3 separate regions of the Mus musculus genome follow, and regions 1 and 3 are each linked to region 2. The links are chromatin contacts, called in public HiChIP or PLAC-seq and Micro-C maps. All regions are on one chromosome and are shown on one strand. The core of a region is the stretch at or near the end of the contact, and the rest is flanking DNA. Distances in the headings are between cores, read along the strand shown. Region 1 has its middle 26 kb from the start of Gm40374. Region 2 overlaps Prkar2b (protein kinase, cAMP dependent regulatory, type II beta). Region 3 overlaps 5430401H09Rik (a long non-coding RNA gene).

Region 1 (4,420 bases), core at 1,273-3,772, 200 kb after region 2:
CGCTTCCTGGACCGGTGACTCTCGGAATCTTTTAGTTATTTTTTTCCTCATTAATTTATTTATTCATTTTGTATCCCAATTTCAGGCCCCTCCCTATTCTCTTCCCAGTCCCACCCTTACCAATCGCTCCCCCAATTGTCCCCTCTCCTTCCCTGATGAGAAGGGGAAGCTCCCCTTTGAGTACCATCTCCGCCTGAGACATCTAGTCCCAGCAAGACTAATCTTCTACTGAGACCCAACCAGGCAGTCCAGGTAGGGGAAGGGTACCCAATGGCAGGCAACAAAGTCAGAGACAGCCCCCATTTCGATTGTTAAGTAACCCACATGAAGACCAAGCTGCACATCTGCTCCAAATGTGTAGGGGGCCTAGGTACAGCCCCTGCATTCTCTTCGGCTGGTGAGGCAGTCACCGTGAGCCCCCAATGGGCCCAGGTTAGTTGACTCTGTAGGTCTTCTTGTGGTGTCCTTGACCCGTCTGGCTTGCTCAATTCTATCTCACACTCTTTCACAAGGTTTCTTTACCTCTGCCTGATGTTTGGCTGTGGGTCTCTGCATCTGTTTCCATCAGTTGCTGGAGGAAGCCTCTCAGGAGACACTTATACTAGGCTCCTGTCTGCAACCATAACAGAATATCATTAATAGCATCAGGGGCTGGCTCTCTCCCATGGGATGGGTCTCAAGTTGGGACAGACATTGGTTGGTCATTCCCTCAATCTCTGCTCTATCTTTATTCCTGCACATTTTGTAAGTAGGACAAATTTTGGGTTGAAGAAGGTTTTGTGGGTGGGTTGATGTCCCCTTCCCTCCACTGGAAGTCCTGCCTGGATACAAGAAGTGGCCACTTCAGTCTCCATATCTACCACTGATAGAAATCACAGCTAGGATCACCTCAATAGATTCCTCAGAGCTTCCTCCATCCAAGATCTCCAGCCAGTTCCAGAGATGCTCCTCATCGATTTCTGTTCTCACTACAAGCCCTCTCCTTCACCCCCTCCCCACATCTGAACCTCACCCCTGTTCCCCTCCTCACACCCTCTCTCACCCAGTTCCTTCTCTCCATTCACTACCCATGACTATTTTGTTTCTGCTTCTAAGGGCCTCCTTGTTACTTAGTTTCTTTGGGTCAACATGAGAATATCAAGATCCATTCACTTGCCTGCAAATTTCATGATGTCTTTGCTTTTAATAGCTGAATAGTATTCCATTGTGTAAATGTACCACATTTGCTTTATCCATTCTTCAGTTGAGGGGATCAGGTTGTTTTTAGTTTCTGGCTATTATGAATAACGCTGCTATGATCATAGTGGAGCACATACCCTTGTGCTGTAGTGGGGCATCTTTAGAGTATATGCCCAGGAGTGGTATAGCTGGGTCTTAGAGTAGAACTATTCCAAAGTTTCTGAAAAACTGCCAAATTGATTTCCAGAGTGGTTGTACAAATTTGCACTTCCACCAGCAATGGAGGAGTGTTCCTCCTTGTTCCACATCCTTGTCAGCATCTGCTGTCACTTGAGTTTTTGACCTTAGCCACTCTGACTGATGTAAGATGGAGTCTCAGAGTCGTTTGATTTGCATTTCCCTGATGGCTAAGGATGTTGAATATTTCTTAAGTGCTTCTTGGCCATTAAAGGTTCCTCTGTTAAGAATTCAGAATCTTTTAAATTTCTGGAGGTTTAAGGCGCCAAGCCTATTTACTTACTGAAAGCCGGCAAATGTGTCCATTCACGTTGAGCAATTAGTACCTGAGGAAGGAGTTGCTCTTAAAGTGAGAGGCTGTTTTCTCTGGTGTCTAGAACTGTGAAACTGTGGACTGAGCACAGCTGGGGTGAGAACGGGGTGGGGTGGGGGTAGTCAAGGGTTTGGTACTTCTTTGTGGCTATGAGACTTCCTCAGGGGAAGCCCTTTGTAGCCACAGGGCTGGTAGCTTAACAGAACAAGTGCTTTGTGATGGTGCAGAGGAAAGGTGGTGTGTGTGTGTGTGTGTGTGTGTGTGTGCAGTGGGGACTTGTGTAGACTTACCTACCAAACACATCAGGTTGCAGAAAGCACTGTTCAACCATAAACCTTGCAATGGTCGGAAATGGTGGGTGGCTTTCTGCCAGACAATAGGAAGCTATTTTAATTCTAAAGTAAAACTAGAAGATTCTGGGGTCGATTGCCAGGCGATTGTTCCTCTGCTGAGAGGCACATGGTGCTTGCTGCTCCACACTGCAAAGTGGCCTTGCATCCCTTGATAGGCCACAGGCCCCCTGACTCAGAACCACACCGAGCCCCGCTTAGGGGATAATTCCTACTAAAGCAGCAGGCAGCAAGATTTACTCAGTTGTGTTAATGAGCAAATGCTTAGAAAAGAATCTGACATTAACAAGGAGTGAAAACAGGCTGTTTGCACCTCCTCAGGGGACTTCAGATGCGAGCTGGAAAGCCCAGCAGGACCACACAGGCAGCACCAGGTCTGCAGTTGGGAAGAGCTGCAGCAAGCAGGACTCTCCTGACTGACTTAGTGGCAGGTGGCACCTTCTTCAAAGCACTGCTATTGTTGAACAGAGATCAAGGCCAGTTTTAGCAGTGACTGATCACCATCAGGTAGGGATAAGGCTGAAGATTTCAAGGTCCCTGTTTTCAAATCCCAACTTCCAACAATAGCTTTGAAGCCACTGCTTGATAATAAGGCCTTCAAATTTAGTCCCTCTGCCGCCCTTTGAGCTTTTAGTGCAGCATGATCTACGTTAAGAGACAAAGAGACGATTGTCATTTGGAATGCATCTTTTTTCCCCAGAAAATGAAAATATTAATTTCTCCTGGTTAAGAAACTCGAAACGTCCCCAAATCCAAATGAAAAAAAGTTAATGCACAGAAAAAACTATCACTATTAATAGTATAAGCTATAGCTCCCAGACACTCAGGAGGCTGAGGCAGAAAGATCCCAAGCTCAAGGTCTGCCTGGGTTACAGTGTGAGTTCAAGGCAAGCCCCTGTAACTTAGGGCTATATAGTGAAATAAAAATAAAAATAAAAATAAAAATGGCTGAAGATACAGCTTATTGGTAGTGTTTGTCTTCCATGTGTAAGGCCTTAGATTCAATTCCCTAGTACAAAAAAACAAAAACAAACACCAGTGTGAGTATATATATATATATATATATATATATATATACTCCCAAACTTTTTATGTATGCACATACTTACCACCACTTACATTTTTAAATTGATTTTTGAGACAGAGTATCTAGCATAGGCTGGCCTCAAACTCCTTAAGTATTAGAGAATAACCTAGAATGTCCTCCTGCCCTTAACTTTCACGTTGGGATTAGAGGTGTGCACCATCATATCTAGTTTATTCAGGGCAAGTGGTTGAAGCCTCACTTGTGTGCACTCTAGGCAAGCACTATCAATTAGAGCCACATCCCCAGCTCTTAATTCAATGGCACTTAGCTAATTGATCTCCTGTAGAGAGACTTTAAGGGCTGTTTGCAAATTTTAGTTATTATAAAGAAGTATGGTGACTATTTTTATTCTCTTTTATTATTATTATTATTTTAGTGTGTGTGTGTGTGCGCACGTGCACATGTGTAGACTAGAGTCTACACATCAGGTATCCTTTATTACTCTTCATCTTAATTTTTTTAGGCCAGGCCTTTTACAACCTGAAGCTTACAGATCTGCAGCAGGCAAAGGGGCCTGGTGCACACAGAGAAGCACTGGAGAAGCCAGGAAAGTTAAACGCACTGCTCACCTCTTCAATGGAATGAAGTGCACAACTGTTTCTTCCTAGAGTGCCAGGAATGATGGAGTTTTACAGCCTGGTGGTCCTTTGCTGTCTGATGAGACAGGCTCTGCCCATGTCTCCCAGTATTAACTTATCCCAGACCCTTTCCCACTAGATCTTAAGCATTGCTCTTAGACCATTAAACTCATTTTTATGCGTGATGTCACTTGCTCTTTACAACAGCCCAAGTGTCTTCTGTGTTATCTTCGAGCCAGACCAATCTTGGCCCCCACAGGCATTATGTATTACATCAATTGTTCTCCCTACAACTTTATCTTGAACATTGTTTCCAAGTCAACAAGAAGTCATCTTATGGATGAAGCCATATGTTCTTTGCAAAAAGCCTCAATACAAACATGTCTTAAAATTGTTGTGAACTTGGGACTGAGTTGTTATCTGAATACCTTTCTTCTCCCCCCACCCCTGCCCCCAATTGTGCTGGGCTTAAATATACCTAAAGTAAAACGATCTGAGCCAGACTCTAGAAGTTCTGGTTTAGCGCTGGTTACAATAAAATCAGGCTGAACCGAGTTCCATTCTTATCTAGTCCTGATCATTTTCCCCTGACCGCTGTGAAGCCTGCAAGGGACCACCACACAAATTCTGCTAAATTGGCTGGTTAACTGGCCCCAGAGAGAACTCTGTGTCCCTG
Region 2 (4,648 bases), core at 261-2,760:
ACATTTTACATAAATATCAAATGTTCCTCTGTTGGACATATATAAATTCATATGGAAGTCAGAGACAGTGTGACTCAGGCAACATTAGTTACAGTGCAGCAGAGCTTCAGAGAAGAGCCCCGTGCAATGCAATCTTGATGCTGCCTGCCTATCCCTGATGATAACAGTGTGTGCTCATCTGTTCCAGACCTATTGAAATGGCTATCAACTACACCAGGACAGGGACAACCCACAGGGAAAAGGGAACTAAACAAAGTTAGAGTCAGGGATAGAGTGTGCGCAGAAAGTCATCTCTGCAACATACACCAAACACTAGCTGGACTTGTCTCAGACAGTAAGAACTGTGAGGTATGCCAGGTCATTGACTGCGTACTTAACAGACATGTATTAAGTACATGGCTTCTAAGACCAAGCGAAAATGGCTATTTTTTTTTAAAGGAATTCAGTTCTAACAATCTGCTGATGAGTCCTTTATAAACTATGGCAGGAGCTGGCCCCCAGGCCAGCTGCCAATAAAGTCTTATTAGAACACAAATGTTGTCTTTATTATACATAGCTGGTTTGGGTTACAAGCAGAATTGAATTTTTAGGCCATATTGGCCCATGAAGCCTTAACACTCCTTCCTTGACCCCTCACTTTAGGTCAGCTCCAAGCTGAAACTAGAAAGTGGTAGGAGATCAGACCAAGCTTCCGGCCTTGGTCTTTCTGTAGATGTTTCTGTGTTGGTTTTCCCTTGAGAAAACAGACTCCATTTACACGTCCCTGTGCTCAGGTCACCAGGCCCTACACTCATATAAGCTATTTTTCTCACAGAGCCGTCTTCCCACATTCTGTACTCAGTAGAGAACATGGTTTCAAGGCTGGCTGGGGTACCTGGGAGGCAGCTTTATTCTGTTGGTAAAAATCCTGGACAAAGATGTGGTAGTGCAAAAGCGGACAGTTTTTTGTTTGTTTGGTTTGGTTTGGTTTGGTTTTGGTCTTGGTTTTGATGATAGGGTTTCTCTGCCCTGGAACTCACTCTGTAGACCAGCCTGGCCTTAAACTCACAGAGATCTGCCTGACTCTGCCTCCCAAGTGCTGGGGTTAAAGGCGTGCACCACCAGCTGGCAGGGACAGCTTTTAAGGATTAGGAAAAGACTGTGACTAGTAAAGAAATCTACAGGAACAGAAACAAAAGACATTACCTAATACGGGAGAAAATGGTTGCCCTTTAATTTGTGGATAGAATGGTGCTTCTGAGGAAACACCCTAGAATTTGTTCCACGGATAATTACTTTTAAACCAGTATTTTAAACCCTGCCATTTATACTGAAAAAAGAAAAGAAAAAAATATAAAACCAAAGTGCCCTGGTGAGGGTGAAAGCAGCCCAGCGGAGAGCCTCGGTGGGAGGAGGGCCTCAGTGGGAAGTCTGTAAACAGGTGGCAGCTGCTCTTCGTACTGACTGACGTTATGAGGCCTCAGGCAGTGCATGACAGAGCAATGAGCCTGAACAGAAGCTGGTGACAGGAGATCTGGCTGTGGGCCAGACGCACTGACTATGTGGGTGACCTCAATCAGCAGCCCAGCTCCTGTGAGCTGGAGTGGTTCCTATGCCAATGGGAGGTTAGGCTCTGACTGGAGAGCACGTTGTAAAACACACCCACTGCAAGAACTGGACTGCACCTGGGGCTCTCACCTATCACTCAATTAAAATTTAAAAAAAATGAGTGGATTTCTAAGCGGTTTTGTTAGTGAAGGCTGTGACATCAAAACTATGACTCTGCCGTACACAAAGGGATATGTCGGGGTTAGGCTCTATCCCTAACCCTGGCTAGCGTTGCGGTGGAAGGGCACCAGGAGAAAGGAGAAATGAGCCAAGGCCCCAACTGAAAGGCATGACGGCATTTTACCCAGGGAACTGCTGGGCAATGCGGGGCACACACCTTTAATTTCAGCACTTGGGAGGCAGAGGTAGGCAGATCTCTGAGTTTTGAGGCCAGCCTGGTCTGCAGAGTGAGTTCCAGGACAGCCAGGGCTACACAGAGAAACCCAATCTCTTGAAAAACAAAACCAAACAAGAAGAAGGAGGAGGAGGAGGAGGAGGAGGAGGAGCAGGAGGAGGAGGAAGAGGAGGAGGAGGAGGAGGAAGAGGAGGAGGAGGAGCAGGAGGAGGAGGAGGAGGAGGAGGAGCAGGAGGAGCAGGAGGAGGAGGAGGAGGAGGAGAAAGAGGAGGAGGAGCAGGAGGAGCAGGAGGAGGAGGAGAAAGAGGAGGAGGAGGAGCAGGAGGAGGAGGAGCAGGAGGAAGAGGAGGAGGAGGAGGAGCAGAAGGAGGAGGAGGAGGAGCAGAAGGAAGAGGAGGAGGAGGAGGAGCAGAAGGAGGAGGAGGAGGAGCAGAAGGAGGAGGAGGAGGAGCAGAAGGAGAAGGAGGAGAGGAGGAGGAGGAGGAGCAGGAGGAGGAGGAGGAGCAGGAGGAGGAGGAGGAGCAGGAGGAGCAGGAGGAGGAGGAGGAGGAGAAGGAGGAGGAGGAGAAGGAGGAGGAGGAGGAGGAAGAGGAGGAGCAGGAGGAGGAGGAGGAGGAGGAAGATGCACAGTTGCACAGTTCCTATATGATTAGGAAAGGGAGCCAAGAGGAGGTGTAATTACCAGCTGACCACAATTCTACCCAGAGGACCAGAACTGCTAGTAGATCAGGTGGGGAGACGATCTGTGTTCCTCACAAAACTGAGCAGCTAGGGACACCAACTGCCACAGAAACCCCGCCTGACTCTAAGGTGAAGAACACCCTGCTCATGTGCTACGGAGGGTCGGAGGCTCATCTATCCACCATATTGTTCTCTGGTTAGGTAAAACAGTCGAAGATCTCTGAAACCAGATTGTCAATACTAGTAAGTGCATATCCTTTCTGTTTAATAAAATATTTTCTATGTGTTCAAGGTCAACCTGTCTACACAGCAGGTGCCAAGACAGCCAGAGCTACATAGTAAAACCTATTTCAAAAAACAAACAAACAAAACAAAACAAAAACCACTCTAAAACATTTTAAAAGACAACTATAATACTACCCAATTTCTGTGAGGACACAGGAAGTGCTCACTCTACTGGTTAAAGGATACTAAAACAGTAGGGGAAAAGGCTCCCTTCCTTACCCTATGCCTTCTGGAATACCTGATTCTTTTAGTTAATAATAAGGACATTGTATTGTGGCGATACTGAGTGGGCTATACCATCACTTAGATTCTTTGGTACCATGTCTTGCTCCAATTCTCACTGTAATTAGCATCTACTATATGGCAATATTACTTTCTACCTGCCCAATATGAACGAGCAAATCAAGGCACATTCATTTCTGTGACTTACAGATTTACTTCTTCTATAAACTGACTCCTTGCATGACCTGCTGCAGCTCTGTTGTATATATTCATGAGATGTTTACATCATACAGTAGTAAGGTTGAAGAGAAACAATTATCAGATTAACCTGTTGGTTGTCATAGCAACTGCTAGGGTTTTACACAGGTTTTTTTTTTTTTTTTAAGATTTATTTCTTTATTTATTTCATATACGTGAGTACACTGTAGCTGTCTTCAGACACACCAGAAGAGGGCATCAGATCCCCATTACAGATGGCTGTGAGCCACTATGTGGTTGCTGGGAATTGAACTCAGGACCTCTGGAAGAGCAGTCAGTGCTCTTAGCCCCTGACCCATCTCTCCAGCCCACACAGTAGGTTTTTAAACTTCAGTAATAAAGCCAGATGACTTACCTGTCAATGACGTAAAAGTTGTCACCGTCATCACCTTGGTCAATTACGTGTTCCCCTTCTTTGACCAATTTTTCAAACATGGCATCTAAAACTTGGGACATCTGCTCCTATTTTAAATAGACAAAATAACTTTATGTGTATCTAGAACACAGTTCCTCAAGTAACCGTATAATTTTTATATTTTTGTGAGAGATTTCAAAGAAATGAGAACATCATTACCATTGAGTTTTATCAAAAAAAATACCATTTGTCTCCCTCACCACATACAAGTGAGGTTATTTATTCTCATATTCAACATCTGAATGAAAGTAATGATAATTGGCCTACTTTAGAACACTTCAAAGTATCACCACTTTACATGGAAAAGAACTACCAAACCACCACACATCTTGAGGAAAAAAATTTTAAAAGCTAAACTAACTAGGATGATAAAGAACTGTTTCAAATTTTTGTAAACTATCTGTTCTTAAAACCTCTTCTATTTATCGCTAGAACTAGGGAGGCAGTTCCCTAAACACCTGGTGAAATTACATCCTAACTTCAATTTTACAGTTTGTGTCAGTGCCCAAAACAAAACAGAACAAAATACAGACCGAGGTGCAGTGGAGGGAAGCTAAACAAAACCAAAACAACAAAACAAAAAGCAAAATCTGCCACTGTCTTTTCTGTCAATGCATTTCCCTTAAAAAACCAACATCTACGTCTCTAGGAAAGCTCTTGACGGATTATTAAAGCCGCATCTAACAGTGCTGGAGGGGCCAATGAGAACAGCATGGGAAGCAGCCACACTAAAATCCTGTGCTCCACCAGGGTGCAGCCAAGAGACAAAGACGAAAGCCTGAGAATGGCTTCAAGGTGCAGGTGGATCAGATACCAACCTTCCCATCAAGTCCCTCTAACCCAGA
Region 3 (4,268 bases), core at 1,169-3,668, 130 kb after region 2:
CAAGTAAAGAAGAACCTCTCTCAGATACCTAGTCAAATACTGCAGGGGCCACTCACTCACTACCACTACACAAGCGATCATTTTTAGGCTCAGAATTCAGAGATCCTAAATCCTGGGCTTAAGCCTAAACTAAAGTGCAAACAACTTTTACAAGCCCCAGTAATCTCCCACTCTGCTGTGGAACAGTTACCTGCTTCATCCAACAGCTGCCAGGACCACTCCCTACCTCTCCTCTGGGGCCCGCTCCGAGTCTCTGAAAATAAGTTTACAGACACAGCTTGAAATCTCAAATCCCAGGTTTGTGCCTTGAGTGCACGCAGCGAAACTGAAGATCACAGTGAGGGTGGAAGAGCCCAGGTCAACCTCTGGCACGTTGATTTTATGTTTCATCCCCTGTGACTACCTGGGGAGAGGAGGGAGGGCAGTCACCAGAACCCCGGCAAAACGCTAGCACTTTAGGTGCTGTGACTTAGATGGACAGAAGCTGAGATGCAGGGCAGAGGAGTCTCTGCTACAAAAGATGAAATACATTTGCCTCCCAAAGGTAACTTGTAAAGAGAGTTGGAGATATCCATCAGTGTTTCCCCAAACTGAGCCCATTTCTCAGCTATGATAGATGTTAGATAGCTGGTTGCTGGAATGTCTCACACCAGCACAGAGTCATAGTCAAGCTAGGAGGGCTGTTAGAGAGGATTGTTTTTTTTAAACTATAATGCCCTGTGGTCATCTCAGAGAGATCAGACTCTACCAGGTGGCTCTCCGGGTGATTCCTATACTCTGGTTTCTGTGTGGACAATCTTTGGTGAGACTTGCCTTACCCAGCTCCAAAGAAATTTTGTTTAGTAGGGTTGGTACTGCTTTTTTCCCCCTTCCCTTATACCAGAGATCAAATCCTAGGGCTTAGTACATGGTAGGCAAACACACTACCACTGAGCTGTATCCCGAGCCAGGCTGGTCTTGAACTTGCATGCTCTTGTCCCATCATTCCATATGCTTAGGGCTATAAGTATGTACTTCCAGGCCTGGCTCCAACTCTCCGTATCATCCAACCAATCTCAGCTGATGCTGACACAGGCGCATCTCTGGCCCATGTGTGACTACTGTATAGTGCTTGCGTCTCCATACTACTTACATCTCCAGGGTTTTAACCTTACCACTCACCTCTAATTCTCAATACACCTGCTTTCCTGGGCCTTGTCGCTGAGGCTCTTTACCCCAAGAGTTGTAATTGTGCTTCTGAAACACAGCCAAGGTCTTCACTTGTCACTTGTGCTGGATCGCTCCGGGATAGTCAATGAAGTCCAGACGGCAACCGTACAGTACAAAGATTGTATCAGGACTTCTCCACCTCGTGCTTCTGACCACAAATCCTGAAGTCATGCTCCAAAGAGCAAGAGTACCAAAAACAACACTGTCACCAACCTTAAAATGTAGTATGAGGATTGCTTTGTAGAGTCACAGTTAACTCGTTGCCTACCACCTATTTGAAAGTATTTTTTTTTTTCAGCTACACCTAAAGATAACTAGCTCTCTAAACCTTTCATTTGCACATTGCTGTTTGAAGGTGTGTCCTTATTATTTTACCAACTGTGTTTTTGTTTTGTTTTGTTTTTTAAGCCACTGCTCAAGTTAATGTCACTGACAGATGGTAAGTTCGTGTGTTCTGTGATTTGAGCTGTCAAGAGAAGTGTTAAGTGCACTTGTGTCCAACTCAGATTCCACCCGTGCATACGTGGTGGTTTCTCCAGGCTCCTGGAACGCTGGATGCTTACGACAATCATCGTAGCTCCATCCAGGCGGGAAAAGTGAGTAGGCTTTGGGGTGAATGAACCTCGTTCAGACTCCAGCTATTCTTCTTATCGGCTGGGCAGTAACTTAGTCCTTCAGAGCCTTAGGTTTTTGTTTGTTTGTCTGTTTTCCTTCAGAAAGTGAAATTATGATACCCCCCTCCAAGACCTGCTTTGGCAATGATTAAGTGAAATAGAGAAGCAGTTATCCTATGGGCAAAGTACTCAGTAAACATTGCTTCCCTCTTTTTATTTAATAGATAATTTGAACGTTGGGAGTGTGAGTGTGAACATTTTTTAAACTCAGCTACAAGAAAGTATGAGAAAGAAAGAAAAATCTTTCTAGAAAAGAGTGTTTTACTAACCCTGAGGAGGTCACTCACCTAAGGGTGACTGGGTTATAGGGAACCAGTTATCAGGAGGGGCTGGGCAGGGGGCACTCTGAGTGCTGGCTGGGAGCCAGGCAGGAGAGCTAAGGTAAAGGCCAAGGCCAAAGCCAAGGCCAAGGCCAAGGAAAAGGCCCAGGGTGAAGCCAAGGAGATGAGAAAGAGCCAAGAAGGGGTGTATGCCAGGGTTCCAACGTCAGCACTGAGCAATAGCAGGAGTCCTCTGACAGCCTGGAGGACGATAAGAGGAGGCCAAGGGTGAGCATGGGGGTGGAGGAGAAGATAAGGAGAAGAAGGCTGCATTGGAAGGGTGGTGGATCCTGGCCAGACAGCCATCTCAGAAGCCAGACCCTAGGCCAACATGGTCATGAGACAGTTATTGCCTGCTGCGGTCATGAGACAGTTATTGCCTGCTGCGTTCAGAGTCATTCTTGTCTTCCTATATGACGGGCTAAGATTTCGTTCCTATATTATTTCTTGTCGCTTAAAAAACAAAACAAAACAAAACACCAAGTGCCAATGTGTTCTTTTATTTATTTAGATACTAGTCTAGGAAGAGTGGAATAAATTAACTCTGAAATCTCAACCATAAAACACAACAAAAGCGTGTTGTAAGTTCCTGTCACGGTCCTCTGTAAGTCTGAGAGGATACATGGGGAGAGGGGCTTCTACTTCAGGTCATCGGGGCCAGGTTCCTCTTATCAGATGGCCCCTCTGTCCCCAAACAGGGATTCTTAAGTTGACTTCTGTTTTCTTGAGACTGAAGTCTCATTATGCCATTCAGTGTAACCTGAACTCACTTTGTAGCCCAGGAGAGTTTCAAACTAACAGCAATTTCTCCTGCCTCTGCCTCCTAAGTTCTGAGATTACAGGCATAAACCACTGTCCCTGGCCTGCTCTCTCTCTCTCTCTCTCTCTCTCTCTCTCTCTCTCTCTCTCTCTCATTCTTCCCATTTTGCTGTGCACTCCTTTGGGCAATTCAGTGATATTTCATATGTGTTTACTCAGCAGAAGAGCTTCAGCTGAGTAGTGAAACACGGCATACAAAGAAGGCCATTTAGAAGTTTTATACTGTTAAAATGATAAAATACAAATTATCCTTTTTTAAATTTATTTATTAGGATGTCGGACAGATGTGATTGCTGGTATGCAAGGAACCATTGAGACACACGAGGGAACACCCCAGCAGACATGTTAACATAGCAGGCAGAGTATAGAGGAGCTGAGTTCTGACAGACAGAGTGCTCAGACCGACACTGGGCAGTAATTCTAGGCTCTTTTTAATTGAGAGAGAAACAAATTTGTTATCTTGCTCTGAGCCATTGTTACTTAAGGAGTTTTGTCTTTCTTACTGCTGAACCTAATTCTAAATCATACATAGATTTGGGACTTTGAATAGGAACCAGGTCATGACAGGTTAATCTAATTGACATGGAGTCAATAACAAACTGGAGGTACCTTTGATCGGCTCAAGAAAGATGGAAACAATGCAGTCATTCTCTGTAAAACAAGGTGGGGTGACAAGCATTTTTTAAACCCCCCCTGTGGATCTGGAAATAATTTGAGGCTAAAGGAAAACCTGTGTTTGTTTTTGTATACATGGGTCTGACCTGGACGGCTTGTAAATGGTTCCCTTCCCACACTTCTAGGTTTTATTTAGGTTAGAGTGCTGGACCTGCTTATAAACACTGCTCTGAGCTTTTAGAGGCAGCAGAAGCCAGGGCCCAGCCTCCTCCATGACAGTTCCACGCCAGGGAGTTCAAAGCCTTAGGGGAATGTCAATGTCCAGGACACTAAGCCTGAAGTCTCCACCACAGTCACTTTATGATTTTAGGTGGGGCTCATGGGGAGTGAAGCACTCAAAACTAAACATGCTACCTGGTAACTTGTGTGAAATTAGAAGGAATTCTTTTTTCAAGTGACTGGTTGTGTTAAGCATGGGGGAAAGGCTCTGAAAAACGACAGTTAACAAAAGTTCTTATATATTTTTTAGTGCCAACACATTCCAGATTTGAAGGCTTAGGCAAGATTATTTCCCTGGTCAAGTCTGGGTTCTGCGATTGGCCTAAACTTCCAGGAATGGCAAAAAGTAAAT

What was found. Hi-C and Micro-C count contacts between places; a contact is called where the count stands out from the background. HiChIP or PLAC-seq counts read pairs in DNA pulled down with a chosen protein or histone mark.
Region 1: an H3K27ac HiChIP or PLAC-seq map of T-cell acute lymphoblastic leukemia shows a contact between it and region 2, with 6 times the contacts expected there. The contact joins two enhancer-like sites. A contact is called at or near these places in 5 of 15 datasets of contacts at CTCF or cohesin (CD8 T cells, the NIH/3T3 cell line, large pre-B cells and 2 more), 5 of 484 Hi-C or Micro-C datasets (the C10 cell line, Sertoli cells, bone marrow-derived macrophages and 1 more), 8 of 115 datasets of contacts at active chromatin or transcription factors (the 230-238 cell line, the HPC-7 cell line, T-cell acute lymphoblastic leukemia and 5 more) and 5 of 9 other capture datasets (adipose tissue, bone marrow-derived macrophages, embryonic stem cells and 2 more).
Region 3: a Micro-C map of the G1E-ER4 cell line shows a contact between it and region 2, with 2.3 times the contacts expected there. The contact joins two enhancer-like sites. A contact is called at or near these places in 3 of 15 datasets of contacts at CTCF or cohesin (CD8 T cells, the G1E-ER4 cell line and the NIH/3T3 cell line), 15 of 484 Hi-C or Micro-C datasets (the C2C12 cell line, the G1E-ER4 cell line, the HL-1 cell line and 8 more), 7 of 115 datasets of contacts at active chromatin or transcription factors (CD8 T cells, bone marrow-derived macrophages, a colorectal cancer cell line and 4 more) and 1 of 9 other capture datasets (embryonic stem cells).

What each region holds. Positions count from the first base shown.
Region 1 is chr12:32,167,034-32,171,453 of GRCm38.p6, forward strand. No RefSeq gene overlaps it. Among named protein-coding and RNA genes, the nearest start is that of Gm40374, 26 kb to the left of the region's middle. Within about 2 kb of position 2,523, at least 68 of the 459 cell types and tissues checked have an H3K27ac peak or open chromatin away from gene starts, as enhancers often do. A contact at or near this core is called in CD8 T cells, T-cell acute lymphoblastic leukemia, double positive thymocytes and 1 more, where this site is marked.
Region 2 is chr12:31,972,176-31,976,823 of GRCm38.p6, forward strand. Prkar2b (protein kinase, cAMP dependent regulatory, type II beta) reads right to left here. Exons shown (of 11, transcript NM_011158.4): 5 at 3,744-3,850; 6 at 1-28. Among named protein-coding and RNA genes, the nearest start is that of Hbp1, 24 kb to the left of the region's middle. Within about 2 kb of position 1,511, at least 137 of the 459 cell types and tissues checked have an H3K27ac peak or open chromatin away from gene starts, as enhancers often do. A contact at or near this core is called in CD8 T cells, the G1E-ER4 cell line, T-cell acute lymphoblastic leukemia and 2 more, where this site is marked.
Region 3 is chr12:32,102,228-32,106,495 of GRCm38.p6, forward strand. It overlaps 5430401H09Rik (a long non-coding RNA gene), which reads right to left. Exons shown (of 7, transcript XR_872651.3): 5 at 1,162-1,381; 6 at 191-253. Among named protein-coding and RNA genes, the nearest start is that of Gm51991, 6.6 kb to the right of the region's middle. Within about 2 kb of position 2,419, at least 43 of the 459 cell types and tissues checked have an H3K27ac peak or open chromatin away from gene starts, as enhancers often do. A contact at or near this core is called in the G1E-ER4 cell line, where this site is marked.